Linked DNA regions of Mus musculus: regions 2 and 3 are each linked to region 1. A link is a contact called in public promoter capture Hi-C data. All regions are on one chromosome and are shown on one strand. Each heading gives the region's core, a stretch centred on a gene start, on an enhancer-like site or on the middle of the called end of the contact. The rest is flanking DNA. Distances are from core to core; before and after follow the strand shown.

Region 1 (4,054 bases), core at 253-2,752:
ATACAAGGCTTGAGACAGGGCCGGATGCCCAGAGGCTCAGGATGGAGATAAAGGATAGAGAACTAAACATGCCTGCTCCCTGCCTCTTGAGGAGGGTGGTGGGAATCTTGGACTCTTGGGTTCCTGGTTGGTGGGGGCACAGTCAGATGGGACAGTGATCCAGTCACTCCCCTGGCCCCTCCCACTTCAGTCTCCAGACCACCCCCTCCACCAGCTGGGAGTGTTCACATCTCAAGATCCCAGGGGCTAAATTTAGGCCCAGCAACTGTGGGGGAAGCACAGGTGGTTTCTCCCACTCCCACTCTGGGGAAGGGGCAATGAATGTGCCAACCCCAAACTGAGATCTGGGGATCTGGGAAAGGGGAAAGATCAACAGGACTCTAATGATACCAATTCTAGTGCTCTTCAAGTGTCCATAGTCCCAGAGACACGGAACAGGCTCAGATGGCATTGAATGGGGGAAGGGCAGAAGTTGGGTCTAGGAGCCAGTTCACAGAGTAGAATGTTCAGAAGGTGGGAGAGGTGGCCTTAGATTGGAGAGAGAAAGAGGTCTGATTGTCCTTTCTTCCAGAGCTCCAGCTTAGGGTATATAACCTGGAAATAGTATAGTATGTAATAGATGCCCAACATGTTCACTGAATTAACCTGGGTCTTGATAAAGAGAAGTTGGTTAAGTTGGGGACCGGTTTATCTTATGGGAAAGCAGGCAGTCAGCCTCTGTGAGACCTCTCACTGATGTCACCTGGACTTGGCCCTCAGGTTAATCTCAGCCTTCTCAGGACAGCCCCACTCACGGAAGAGGAGGTGCCATTCTTGTTTTTCCAACATTAGAAAACAACAACTTCAAACCCTTGCATAGCCCCGCCCTGTCGGCAAAACAACGAAACTGGGGGTTGTTGAAACCTGGAATGGGGTGGGGGCCAGGGAACCTGAGAGCAAACGGAGACCCTTTCAAGCCAAGGCTCCTTACGTTTACAGAAGGGTCCCTGCCCACCCTCCTCCCAAGACTCTCAAGTGTGAACTACTGTTCGGCACCAACCAGATCAGAATAAAACCAATTAGAGGGTCGGCGACGCCCTGGGAATAAGGGTAGGCATACAGGAATGCAGTCCCTGACCAGCCCACTCCAAGAACTGAGGCACACGGTCCCCTCCTTGGTGGTCCGAGCAGACCCTGTACCGCACCCCCCAGTTCAAAGCGTCAGAACCCAAACTCCTTGCCCAGGGTCTGCGAGCGCTCAGATTGCGCCCCCAGCTTCCAGCCTGCTGGGGCTCCCGCGCGGCTTACCTGCCTGAGAGTTGCCCATCTCGGAACCCCGGGCCAGGCTGAGAAGGAAACCCAGCACCTGCAGAGTCCCAATCGCACTCATGATTACAGTGGAGGGTGAAGGGAGCCCAGCCGAGTCTGGCCCGGGGCCCCCAAGATTAGGAGGACATCCAGGCGACAGCCACCTGAACAGCCAGCGATTAGGTGGCCGCGGCGGCAGCGGAGGTTGCAAACTGCAACCGGAGCCGTAGTCGGAGTCCGGAGCGGGACGGCAGGGGAGGGTGTCTGTCTGGGAGGGAGGGAGGAAGGGAGGGAGGGAGGGAGTGAAGGGGGAAAGGGGTGAGTCACGGCCGCGCCCCCTCCCGTGCGAGGCTGGAGTCCTGATGGTTGTAGCCCGAGACACCCGCCCAAGCGTGCCCCGCCAGCCCACAGCTTGGCCAAGAGGGTCAAGGAGGGGTCTCACTCCAGCAATTTCCCCCGGAGATGGTTAAGAGGAGATCAAGATTCCAAACGTCCCCAGGCGGGGGAAAGGTAGTGAATGCGCGTAGGGAGAGCGCTCCGAAGCCCAGCCCCCAGAAAGCTGGCCTCGCCCATTAACCAAATCACTCAACTCCCCTAGCCGGTTGGATCACTTGAGGGATTTTTTTTTTCTTTCGGAGTGTGAGTATTTCTATTTTTTCGAGTGGGAGGTTGTTTTTCAGCCTAGCGTTCATGCCACCTCAGTTTCCCCGGGACGCAAAGCCCCGTAACTCATGTACCCAGCTCGGGAACCCGAGCCCCGGAGGCTGCGTGAAATCGCACTGTCTCCGGCCGCTTCCTCCTGCAGACCCGGCGCCGGCTCGGCCTCTCGGGGGGATTTGCCTGGGGGGCGGGGGCGGTTTCCAGCCTGGGAACAGACCCCGGAGTCCGCCTTCCCACTTCTGCCCGGGGAGGGGCTCCCGCACCTGTCGCCGTCCCCTCTGCTGCCCCCCACGGCCTCCCGAGAGAACAGCTGTCTCTGAGGGACCGACCGCGCCGTCCGGACGGCCGCGGTTCCCGCCTCTCCTCCGCGGACCCCAAAGGGCACAGCAACGCTCACCCCGGAGGCGACAGCGAAGAGGGGCGCGGGGAAGTCACCGCACATGACCCCCGGGACCCTGGGTTGCTTCGTCCCGGACGGGTCCGACTGGCGCCCCCTGGTGCCCAACTCCTTACATTTCGCATCCCTTACATTGGCATTCCAAGATTTTGCCCTGAGAATTTATGGTCCCCTCCCCCTAGGCTAAGGCTATCAGCTACACTCCTTTCTTCTCTTTTGTTTATTTTTTGGTTTTGAGACAAGGTCTCATATAGTTCATATAGCTCAGGCTGGCCTCGAATATATTATATGGCTGAGACTGTTGGCTTCCACCTCCCAAGTACAGATGTGCGCCACCATATCCGGCTCTCCTGCTACAATTTTTAAAAAAATTTGTTATCATTCCTGTGTGTATGATCGTTCGCGCTATGATATGCGTATGGAAGCTGGAAGACAACTTTGGGGGAGTCGATTATCGCTTTCCACTTTTACCGGGGTTGTGAGATGGAACTCAAGTCAACAGGCTTTCTCTGCAAACCCATTTAGGTATCTGTAGAGGCCAGAAGAAGTCGTTGAATTCCTCGTAACTGGAGTTACAAATTATTGTGGGCTGCCATGTGGGTCTAACCCTGGTTCTTTGGAAGAACAAGTGCTCTTAAACACTGAGTCATCTTTTCAGGTTCCCCCATACCTCACCCTCTTGCAATGATTCTTTAAACTTGCTAATGAGCCGAGCATGGTGGCACACGCCTTTAATCCCAGCATTCAGGAGGCAGAGGCAGGCAGATTTCTGAGTTTGAGGCCAGCCTGGTCTACAAAGTGAGTTCCAGGACAGCCAGGGCTACACAGAGAAACCCTGTCTCGAAAACAAACAAACAAACAAACAAACAAACAAAAAACTTGCTAATGTATGGATGTGTTTATCCACTCTTGGCCTTTGTGGACCTCCTATGTAACAGTTTCACTAGTAAAAGCAATTAATGGAGGTAAGCTGAGGCAGGAGATCAGCACTTTTAACAACTTATCATCCTGAAAAACTTAGGGAAACACTGTCTCAAAATAGAAGCCTGGAAGTAAGGCGGGTGTTTGCCTAGTATTCCTGAGCCTGCAACTTCCGTCTCTGGTACCCAGACCCAAACCCACAAAAGGATGTAGGCTAAGGATATCACCTTATCTCTTCAGTAACGGAAAGGTGGGTCCCGGAGAGAGCAGGGCAAGAGCGAGCAGCGATCCTGAGTTCAATTCCCAGCAACCACATGATGACTCACAACCATCTGTACAGCTACAGTGTGCTCATATACATTAAATAAATAAATCTTAAAAAAAAAAAGAAGAAAGGGAGGGAGGGAAAGGTGAATTTTCTCCAAGTCTCTCTACCTGGTGACTGAAGGGGATGGGCTCAGAATGTGACCCAGGATTTCTTAAGATAGTATACAAAGACTGGAGCTTTGGCCAGATTCAAACTCCTTTCCGTGCTATGACGTAACTCAATATTCAAACATTGCTTAGCTATAGGCACAGATTCAGGTTTGATAACCAGCCCAAGAGTGGAGGAGCACCTCCCAGCAAGTACCAACACTGACTACTTAAGGGTCTACTTTTCCACATACATACCCCCTGATCAAAGAATCTCTCACATTCATCTCAGTTTAATGTGCTGGATAGTCTTATGTCCACCTGACACAAGCTAACATCATCTGAGAGGAGGGAACCTCAACTGAAAAAAATGCC
Region 2 (4,087 bases), core at 260-2,759, 270 kb before region 1:
CAGTGGGCCAGAAACAAAGCCTAAAGTGACCCAGGTGGAGTGATTGGTGTTCGTAATAAATATCCTGGGCAACTGATATCTGTACAAAAGAGCTCTAGAACCAGAACTCTCAGTTCCCAGTCTGCTAGAGAACTGAAGTCCTGGACAGTCACAGGGTACAGAGACCCAGGCAGCTCCAGCATCTAGCTGCTTGAGAGACGGTGGCTGGGTGGACCAGCTTGTAGAGTCTCAATGGGCCAATCAAACCGGTGTGCAGGAAGCTGAGCTACTGGCTTCATTCCTGACCACAGCTGAGAAGTATCTGTCTTCCATACATTCTATCTCGAGTTTTGTTTTATTTTTTAAAAATTTTGCTTAAAACAGCATGTTTTATAAAATAAAAGTATTTTTATCTCATTAGAAAACCGCTAGTGTGGGATTCTTTGGCTTCTTTCTTTCTTTGATTTGACTTCACCAAACAATGAGAAAATGAAAACTGTGTTTTCAGATCCACACCTAGAAATGAAGATTCTGAGTCCCAGAATGAATGGATCCAGGAGGAACATAGTTTTTTTGTTTTTTTGTTTGTTTGGTTGGTTTTTGGTTTGTTTTTTGAGACAGGGTTTCTCTGTAGCCCTGGCTGTCCTGGAACTCACTTTGTAGACTAGGCTGGCCTCGAGAACTCAGAAATCCGCCTGCCTCTGCCTCTCAAGTGCTGGGATTAAAGGCATGCGCCACCATGCCGGGCACCAGGAGGAACATAATTGTTCTTCCCCTGGACGGTGTTCGGTCTTTGCTGTAGTTGCCTAGCACCCTAAATACATAAAGCGATCACAAATCCCAGTTTATCTCAAGACCTTAAGGCGTGGTGTCAACCTGTTATCCTAACAGCGGAGCAGTTGAGAACCACAGTCCCCAACCAGCCTGCGATGGGGAGTTGAGTTCAAGGCATCCTGGGCTACATAGCAAGACACTGCTTCACTCATGACAGTACCTGCGGTGTGCCGAAAATTCAGAGAGGAATTGCTCTATTCACAGCGTGAGAGCTAAGAAGAATATTGACCGTAATATAACCCACACCCCCATCCTCAGAGGATAAATTAAGAGAAATCTCCAAGAACCTGCCTGAAAAGGCAGATAATACCAAAAATGATATTACCCAATACATACCTAATGACGATCATTTATTAATTTGGTACAAGAAGGAAGTTGTTTTAAAAACTAGTTTTTTTGTTTGTTTGTTTGTTTTTTTTTTAAGAAAGAAAAAGACCTGTAGCTACTGGCAGAGTGGTACTGCAGTGCTTCCTGGGAAATGTAGTTTGCTGTATCATGAAATCTTTGTGCATTGAAACCTAGGCTTCTCTCCCACTACTAATTGCATCTGTTTGCAAGTCCTAGCCCACCTGGACTGATGCAATTTCCCCAGGCACCCCATGCGCTCGGTCCTCACTGTAAGCTAGGCTACCTTTGTTCTTTGGTTGGTCACGTGAACCAATTCGCCACGCAAGTCTGGGTCCTCAAGTCTTCCAAGGGGTCCTCGCTGCCTCGGAGGCGCTCCTAAAGCTGCCTGCTCGCGCGAGAGTTTGGAGGGGCGGGCTTAGGGTCAGTTTCGGTGGGGGGCTCGCACGGGACCCTCAGATCTCCGCTTAGGTGCCTAGTTAAGTGCGGGAAGCTGGGCCAGGCGGTCACTGGCCACCCTGAACCTGGCGGGAGCCGGAGCGCTCTGGAGAAGCCGGGACAGCCCCGTTTTTCCCAGCCAGCTGCTAGGGTTGGGACCCACAGAAAACAAAGTGAGAGTCCGGCTGCTTTCCAGAGCCTGGGCCACGGCGGCGGCCGTGGGAGCAGAGGTGGGACAGATGCGAGCGTCAGAGGCTGTGGGCGCACTGAGGTTGGGAATGGACCCGAGCAAAGCGATGGCGGAGTCCTTACAAAAGGGGCTGGTCTGTCTGCACGGGAGCTACTTACATTCTAGAGATGGGGATTCCGGAACCCTTGGTGCTAGGTCCACATAGGCCCTGGTTATGGAGTGTGCTCGCTGGCTTCATGGCCTGACTGGTTCCTTGCTGGCAGCTCCTTTCTGCCCGTCATTCTCACGTAATCGATAACCTCCATCTCAAAGCTACTGCATAGCTCTGTGAGTCCTCAGTGTCCTCAAAGTATCAAAACCCAGGCCCTCACCTGTGGAGGACATAGTTTCTGGATCTGAGTCCCAGTCCCGAGCTCTCACTCCCTATTCCCCCATCCCGAACTCCGGTCCCTCGGGTGTTTGTAACGAGGTTTTTTCCTGGAAAACAATCCGAATCACACCAAGGCCTCTGAAGGCCTTGGAATGAGGGGTGACGGTCATGGGGGAAATGGATCGCTCTCCTCACACCTGTGTTTCATTTTCATACAAATCCAGGTGGAGCGACCCTGTTACACTAAAGATGAAAGGCTGGGGTTGGCTAGCCCTACTTTTGGGGGTCCTGCTGGGAACTGCCTGGGCTCGAAGGAGCCAAGATCTACACTGTGGAGGTAAAAGCACGAAGACCAGTGGAGAAGTGGGAGGAAGATGACCCGTGGGAGTCATGAGATCCAAAGCTTGGAACAAGGATGGATAGAAAAACCCTCATTCCCCTCACCATCCCCACTCCCTGTTCTCTTCCCTGACACCAGCTTGCAGGGCTCTGGTGGATGAATTAGAGTGGGAAATTGCCCGCGTGGACCCCAAGAAGACCATTCAGATGGGATCCTTCCGAATCAATCCAGATGGCAGCCAGTCAGTTGTGGAGGTAATTTACTATCCCTCAAATAAAGTAGCTCACTCGGGCTTAGAGTATGAACTTGTTCGAAGAGAAGAAAGCAGGAAGTCATTCGACCTGTAATGATAATGATCTCAACCCTCAGAGGCGGGACCAGAAGGATCTTTCTGAGTTCTAGTTCTGGTCTACCCCATAGAATTAGGTACTGTCTTCGAAAAGAAAAGAAACAGCCTGGTGTGATGGTACATATCATTAATCCCAGCAGAGGCAGGCTGATCTTGAATTTGAGGCCAGCCTGGTCTACAAAGAGAGTTCCAGGACAGCCAAGGCTGTTATAGAGAGAAACCCTATCTCAAAAAACCAACCAAACAAACAAACAACCAAGGAGCCAGAACATTGATTGTGTATCAGAAGGACTGGGCTCTAAGCCACTTATGGTATTTGCATGCCTGTAATCCTAGTACACAAACAGCAGAGCAGTTGGGTTCTGCCTATCTGGAAGAGCCTGGAAAGTTATAACCACGTATTTCTTTGCCCCAAACCTCAATTAATTGTTTCTGCTGTAGAAGTTAGGTCTTGATTAGTCTGTTTCTCCTCATCCCCAGTCCGCATGTCTCTTGTTTCACTATAGCAGTATTGTATATATACATTTATTTAAAAAAAGAATAAGAGGTCTTGTCCAGCTGGGAATGTAGCTCAGTTGATAGAGTGCTAGCCTCGCATGCACAGAACCCTGTGTTTGGCCCTTAACATCCCATAAACCCAGCATACTGGTACACTCCTGTGATGCCTGCCCTCAAAGTCTTCCCTGGAGCTAGAGAGATGGTTCCGTGGTTAGGAGAACATGCTGCTGTTGCAGAGGACTTGGCTCAGATTCTAGCACCCATGTAGTGGCTCATAACTCATTCTGGGGAATCAAACATTTCCTTCCGGTGTCTGTGATCACCAGGCATGTATACATGCAAGCAAACACTCGTGCATAAAATAAAAATAAATCATTTTTTTAAAAAAAGTCTTTGTATTCAAGAAATTTATATTAGCTAGAAGCATAAGTTAAAGCTATACCTAGTAAGAAATATGCAAGGAAATTTATTTTAATGATTGATTTATTTTTACTTTATGTGGATTGGTGTTTTGCCTGAATCCATGTCTGTGTGAGGGTGGAGTTAAAAACAGTTGTGAGGGCTGGTGAGATGGCTCAGTGGGTAAGAGCACCCAACTGCTCTTCCAAAGGTCCGGAGTTCAAATCCCAGCAACCACATGGTGGCTCACAACCATCCATAACGAGATCTGACTCCCTCTTCTGGAGTGTCTGAAGACAGCTACAGTGTACTTACATATAATAAATAAATAAATCTTAAAAAAAA
Region 3 (4,051 bases), core at 158-2,657, 510 kb before region 1:
CCCAGGATGATTTTAAACTCCTGCCTCCCCCTCTCTAGTGCTGGTGTCACAGAAGTGCAACATCTTGTCCTGCATTGGGCTCTTCCTTACTTAGCAAGGTTATTAGATGTTATCTTAAGAATGGGGAGGCTGAGTCCAAGGCATGCCTGAACCACAGCAAGACTGTTTCAATAACACATGCATGTAATTGCTGAGGAGGATATGGGTGCGTTCCTTTGTTCCCCGCTACAGCCTTTGCCAGCTCTCCACTGTCAGACTGAGAACTTTTTTCATCATCATGCAGAAAAATGGGAAGTACTGGAGGATGCTAGGAAGTAAAAAGGTGCAATACTACAACTTTGTGTATCCTCATAGGAAGACCAAGGGCTTCCCTGTTAGAGCTCCACCCCATCCCCATTGTTGCTGGCAAGGATATCATTGATTCTGTGACTTTCCATCCTAGAGCAACACACACTTCTGGCCAGCCTCCACTTTCATTCAAAAGTCCTTTGAGACCTGGCATCATCTCCCTATAGGGTCGGATTTCGTTTTTTTTTTTTTTTTTTTTTTTTTTGCCTTATCTACAACCAAACCGAAGAAATGTGGTTTCAGGCAAAGGCTCGCTTAGCGTATTCTTCCTTTCTACTTTACTTTACGGATTTCTGCACACACATATCACAGCAAAGGTCTATTACTTCTGACCTTTCATTTTGTGTTTGAGACAGGGTCTCAAGGGGCTTCAGTTGGCTCCTGGAATCTTGAGCCTTCACCTGTCAAGTTCTGGAATTACAGGGTTCTGTCAGTACGTCTGCTTAGGGCAATTCTTTACATAAGTAGGTGACTCTAAATTACCCCTCGAGTGTTATAAATAAATAACCTTGTCTCCTCGATGCAGAACGTCTGTCGAAGGATGGGTCGCTTTAGTTTCTTTCGTTGCACGGATTTATATGATAAAGAGCCTCCAGGTTTCGGACCTGCTGGGCCGCCTGGAAACTTCCACCCTCACTACTGTCGAGGAAACCCCACGTTTTGGAGCCACAGAAGGTTCCTGACTTTCAGGACGCCGCCACTCAACCTTAGCGGCTGTCACCTAACTCAAGGTCCAAGGACAGTCAAAGACGGCCTAGTGCACAGGTTCAACGGAACCCCGCCCCTTTATTTCAACGTAGTTCCGCCAAAAACCTCTCCTACTGACGTTCCCATGGGCCAATTAGGTTTCGAGGCTTAGAGGGCGGCTCCTCCAATTAAAAAAGAGAATTTTCAGATTGGCACCAGTTTAGACCAATAGCTGATAAGCTCCGAGTTTTTTTACCCTATAGAAGCGTTAGTGGTGATGACGAACAGCAAAATCACCCAATTACTGTGCCTACGGCGGAGGTTGCCCCGCCCCAGCTGCAGGACCGGCGGAGAGGACCGCTTCGGCGCTCAGTCTCCACCCGGATTCCGCCATGTTGAGTCTTGTGGGGCGTGTGGCCTCGGCCTCGGCCTCCGGGGCCTTGCGGGGACTCAGCCCTTCGGCGGCTCTGCCACAGGCGCAGCTTCTACTGCGAGCTGCTCCCGCCGGGGTTCATCCTGGTAAGCGCCTTCCTGGAGGAGCTAGTTCGGTTCTTCTCCCCGTGACCTTGAGCTTGGGCCTATCGGATCCGTTCTCCATAAGGATTCCCGGGCAGCGGACTACTGTCCAGCCGAGGAGTGCAAGGACAGTCGCCCGTGGGAGCGTTGATATAACCAGCAGCGTCCCATTTTGTGAGGCTAGAGTGGCCGGCAGCTGCCTCGACCTTGAGGTTTTGAGGGGGATACCAAACTCGAGAATAATGGCGGTTCTGTGCACGAGGTCGGGAAAACAGTGCGGGTGGGTTCCCGATTGCAGCGTGCCCTTCTCCATGCCTCCTCCTATCTTGCAGGAGACTTAGTCTGGGCTCAGCTAACCTTCCCTCGGGGGATAAATCTGGGATTCGGGTGACCTTAAGCTGTCCTAACACCAACGCCTTCCAATACCTTTTTGTCTGCTAGCCAGAGACTATGCGGCGCAGGCGTCTGCGGCCCCGAAGGCAGGCACTGCCACCGGGCGAATCGTGGCAGTCATCGGCGCTGTGGTGGACGTCCAGTTCGATGAGGGATTACCACCCATCCTAAATGCCCTGGAAGTGCAAGGCAGGGACAGCAGACTGGTTTTGGAGGTGGCCCAGCATTTGGGTAAGTAGGACGTTTTAGAGGTGGGAAAGAGCTTGTTAGGCTTAAATAACACGAGATCGTGCCATCTCCATTCTGTGATGACTTTACCAAATGACTTTCGTTCTTCTGAGTTTGCTGAAGCCACACTCAGGTGCTGAGAGGGGAGGCCTGTTTGCTTTTGATCACCCTTCATTACATACTGTTAGGTTTTGGTGCTTATAACGTGTTAATGCTGATTGACAGGGGAGAGCACGGTCAGAACTATTGCTATGGATGGCACTGAAGGCTTGGTTAGAGGCCAGAAAGTACTGGATTCAGGGGCACCAATCAAAATTCCTGTTGGTCCTGAGACCTTGGGCAGAATCATGAATGTCATTGGAGAACCTATTGATGAGAGAGGTCCTATCAAAACCAAACAGTAAGTTTCTCTCACTGCATTTGTGAACATGGGAACCTTTTCTTGCAGTTGTACACATGGGGTAATAACTGGTAGTAAAGCAACATTTTCCTACAGTACTACTTCCATTTCTGTTGTATTCAGTTATTGAAAATGAAGATACAGAAGTTTGGATTGTTGAAAACTTGCTACATAGAACCCCCTGTTACTTTTTTTAAAGCTGTGTTACATTATGGATTCTCTAAAATTTACAGGTTTTTATTTTCTTATTGTTATATAAAGAAACTTTGTTATATTAAGTTCAGTAAAAGGAAAATATCAAAAAAGAGGATTATTTGTTCTTGAGACTTTTTTTTTTTGGTTTTTCGAGACAGGGTTTCTCTGTATAGCCCTGGCTGTCCTGGAGCTCACTCTGTAGACCAGGCTGGCCTCGAACTCAGAAATCTGCCCGCCTCTGCCTCCCAAGTGCTGGGATCAAAGGCGTGCGCCACCACGCCCGGCGAGACAATATTTTTTATTGCAGAGAGATGATGTTCTGTGACAGCTTAACTTGAACAAGATTAGACTTGACTGTTTGTGGTGGCCAGTGGCTTTTGAGCATGGTGCCTGGTTCTGACCCTTTCCTCCCTGAACCTTACAGATTTGCTCCTATTCATGCTGAGGCTCCTGAGTTCATAGAGATGAGTGTTGAGCAGGAGATTCTGGTGACTGGGATAAAGGTTGTGGATCTGCTGGCCCCATACGCCAAGGGTGGGAAAATCGGTACGTTGGTTTTTGGTCCGTGTTTTCCAAATACAGTAAAGCATGGAGACCCTTTTTTCTTTTGAGAGTGCTTGAGCCTTCAGTGATGATTAGCTTCTGACTTTCGTTCTTCTGAATTTGCTGAAGCCAGATGCCGTTCCTGAGAAGGGGAAAATGGACAGAACTGAACATTTTTGAAGGCTGTTTAATTTGGGAATGCAGAGATCTGAAATATTTCTTCTTAAACTAGGACTCTTTGGAGGTGCTGGCGTTGGAAAGACAGTACTGATCATGGAGCTAATCAACAATGTCGCCAAAGCCCATGGTGGTTACTCTGTATTTGCTGGTGTTGGTGAGAGGACCCGTGAGGGCAATGATTTATACCATGAAATGATTGAATCTGGTGTTATCAATCTAAAAGATGCCACTTCCAAGGTGAGCTCCATTCAGAAAACTAATGTGTTATGTTTGATGTGATGAGCCCCGGGTTCTGTAAACAAAATAGTTGTCTTCCCACCACCATTTTCCAGAATACCAGTGTACACTTCTCTGGTGTGAGATATTTCTAGACTTTTTGATGAGTAAGTAATCCAATTTGAAAGCTGATTTAAAAGGTGTAGAATGGAAGCCACTCACATATCTCAGTCTTACTTTTAGTTTAGAAATTATTTCCAGTGTTCTCAATTTCATGAAGGTTCCAAACAGAAACATTGGCATCCAGTGGAAGATCCCATTAGTGGTGTCTCTCTCTCTCTTCCC

The links. Promoter capture Hi-C pulls out the DNA fragments that hold promoters and counts their contacts. Capture Hi-C pulls out chosen DNA fragments and counts their contacts.
Region 2: a promoter capture Hi-C map of adipose tissue shows a contact between it and region 1. The contact joins the promoter of Cnpy2 here to the promoter of Erbb3 in region 1. A contact is called at or near these places in 11 of 39 promoter capture datasets (the C10 cell line, the HPC-7 cell line, cranial neural crest and 7 more), 1 of 484 Hi-C or Micro-C datasets (embryonic stem cells), 3 of 115 datasets of contacts at active chromatin or transcription factors (embryonic stem cells, large pre-B cells and pancreatic cancer cells) and 4 of 9 other capture datasets (adipose tissue, embryonic stem cells, macrophages and 1 more).
Region 3: a promoter capture Hi-C map of neural stem cells shows a contact between it and region 1. The contact joins the promoter of Atp5b here to the promoter of Erbb3 in region 1. A contact is called at or near these places in 1 of 39 promoter capture datasets (neural stem cells), 1 of 484 Hi-C or Micro-C datasets (embryonic stem cells), 1 of 115 datasets of contacts at active chromatin or transcription factors (embryonic stem cells) and 1 of 9 other capture datasets (liver).

The regions. Positions count from the first base shown.
Region 1 is chr10:128,588,133-128,592,186 of GRCm38.p6, forward strand. Erbb3 (erb-b2 receptor tyrosine kinase 3) reads right to left here and starts at 1,503. Exons shown (of 28, transcript NM_010153.2): 1 at 1,288-1,503. The coding sequence starts at 1,369.
Region 2 is chr10:128,320,950-128,325,036 of GRCm38.p6, forward strand. Cnpy2 (canopy FGF signaling regulator 2) reads left to right here and starts at 1,510. Exons shown (of 6, transcript NM_019953.1): 1 at 1,510-1,826; 2 at 2,381-2,493; 3 at 2,635-2,750. The coding sequence starts at 2,406. It overlaps Pan2 (PAN2 poly(A) specific ribonuclease subunit), which reads left to right. Exons shown (of 26, transcript NM_133992.3): 26 at 1-409.
Region 3 is chr10:128,081,900-128,085,950 of GRCm38.p6, forward strand. It overlaps Atp5b (ATP synthase, H+ transporting mitochondrial F1 complex, beta subunit), which reads left to right and starts at 1,408. Exons shown (of 10, transcript NM_016774.3): 1 at 1,408-1,554; 2 at 1,993-2,175; 3 at 2,398-2,572; 4 at 3,192-3,313; 5 at 3,543-3,727. The coding sequence starts at 1,428. Snord59a (a small nucleolar RNA gene) reads left to right here and starts at 2,243; the gene lies at 2,243-2,317. Mir677 (microRNA 677) reads left to right here and starts at 3,387; the gene lies at 3,387-3,464.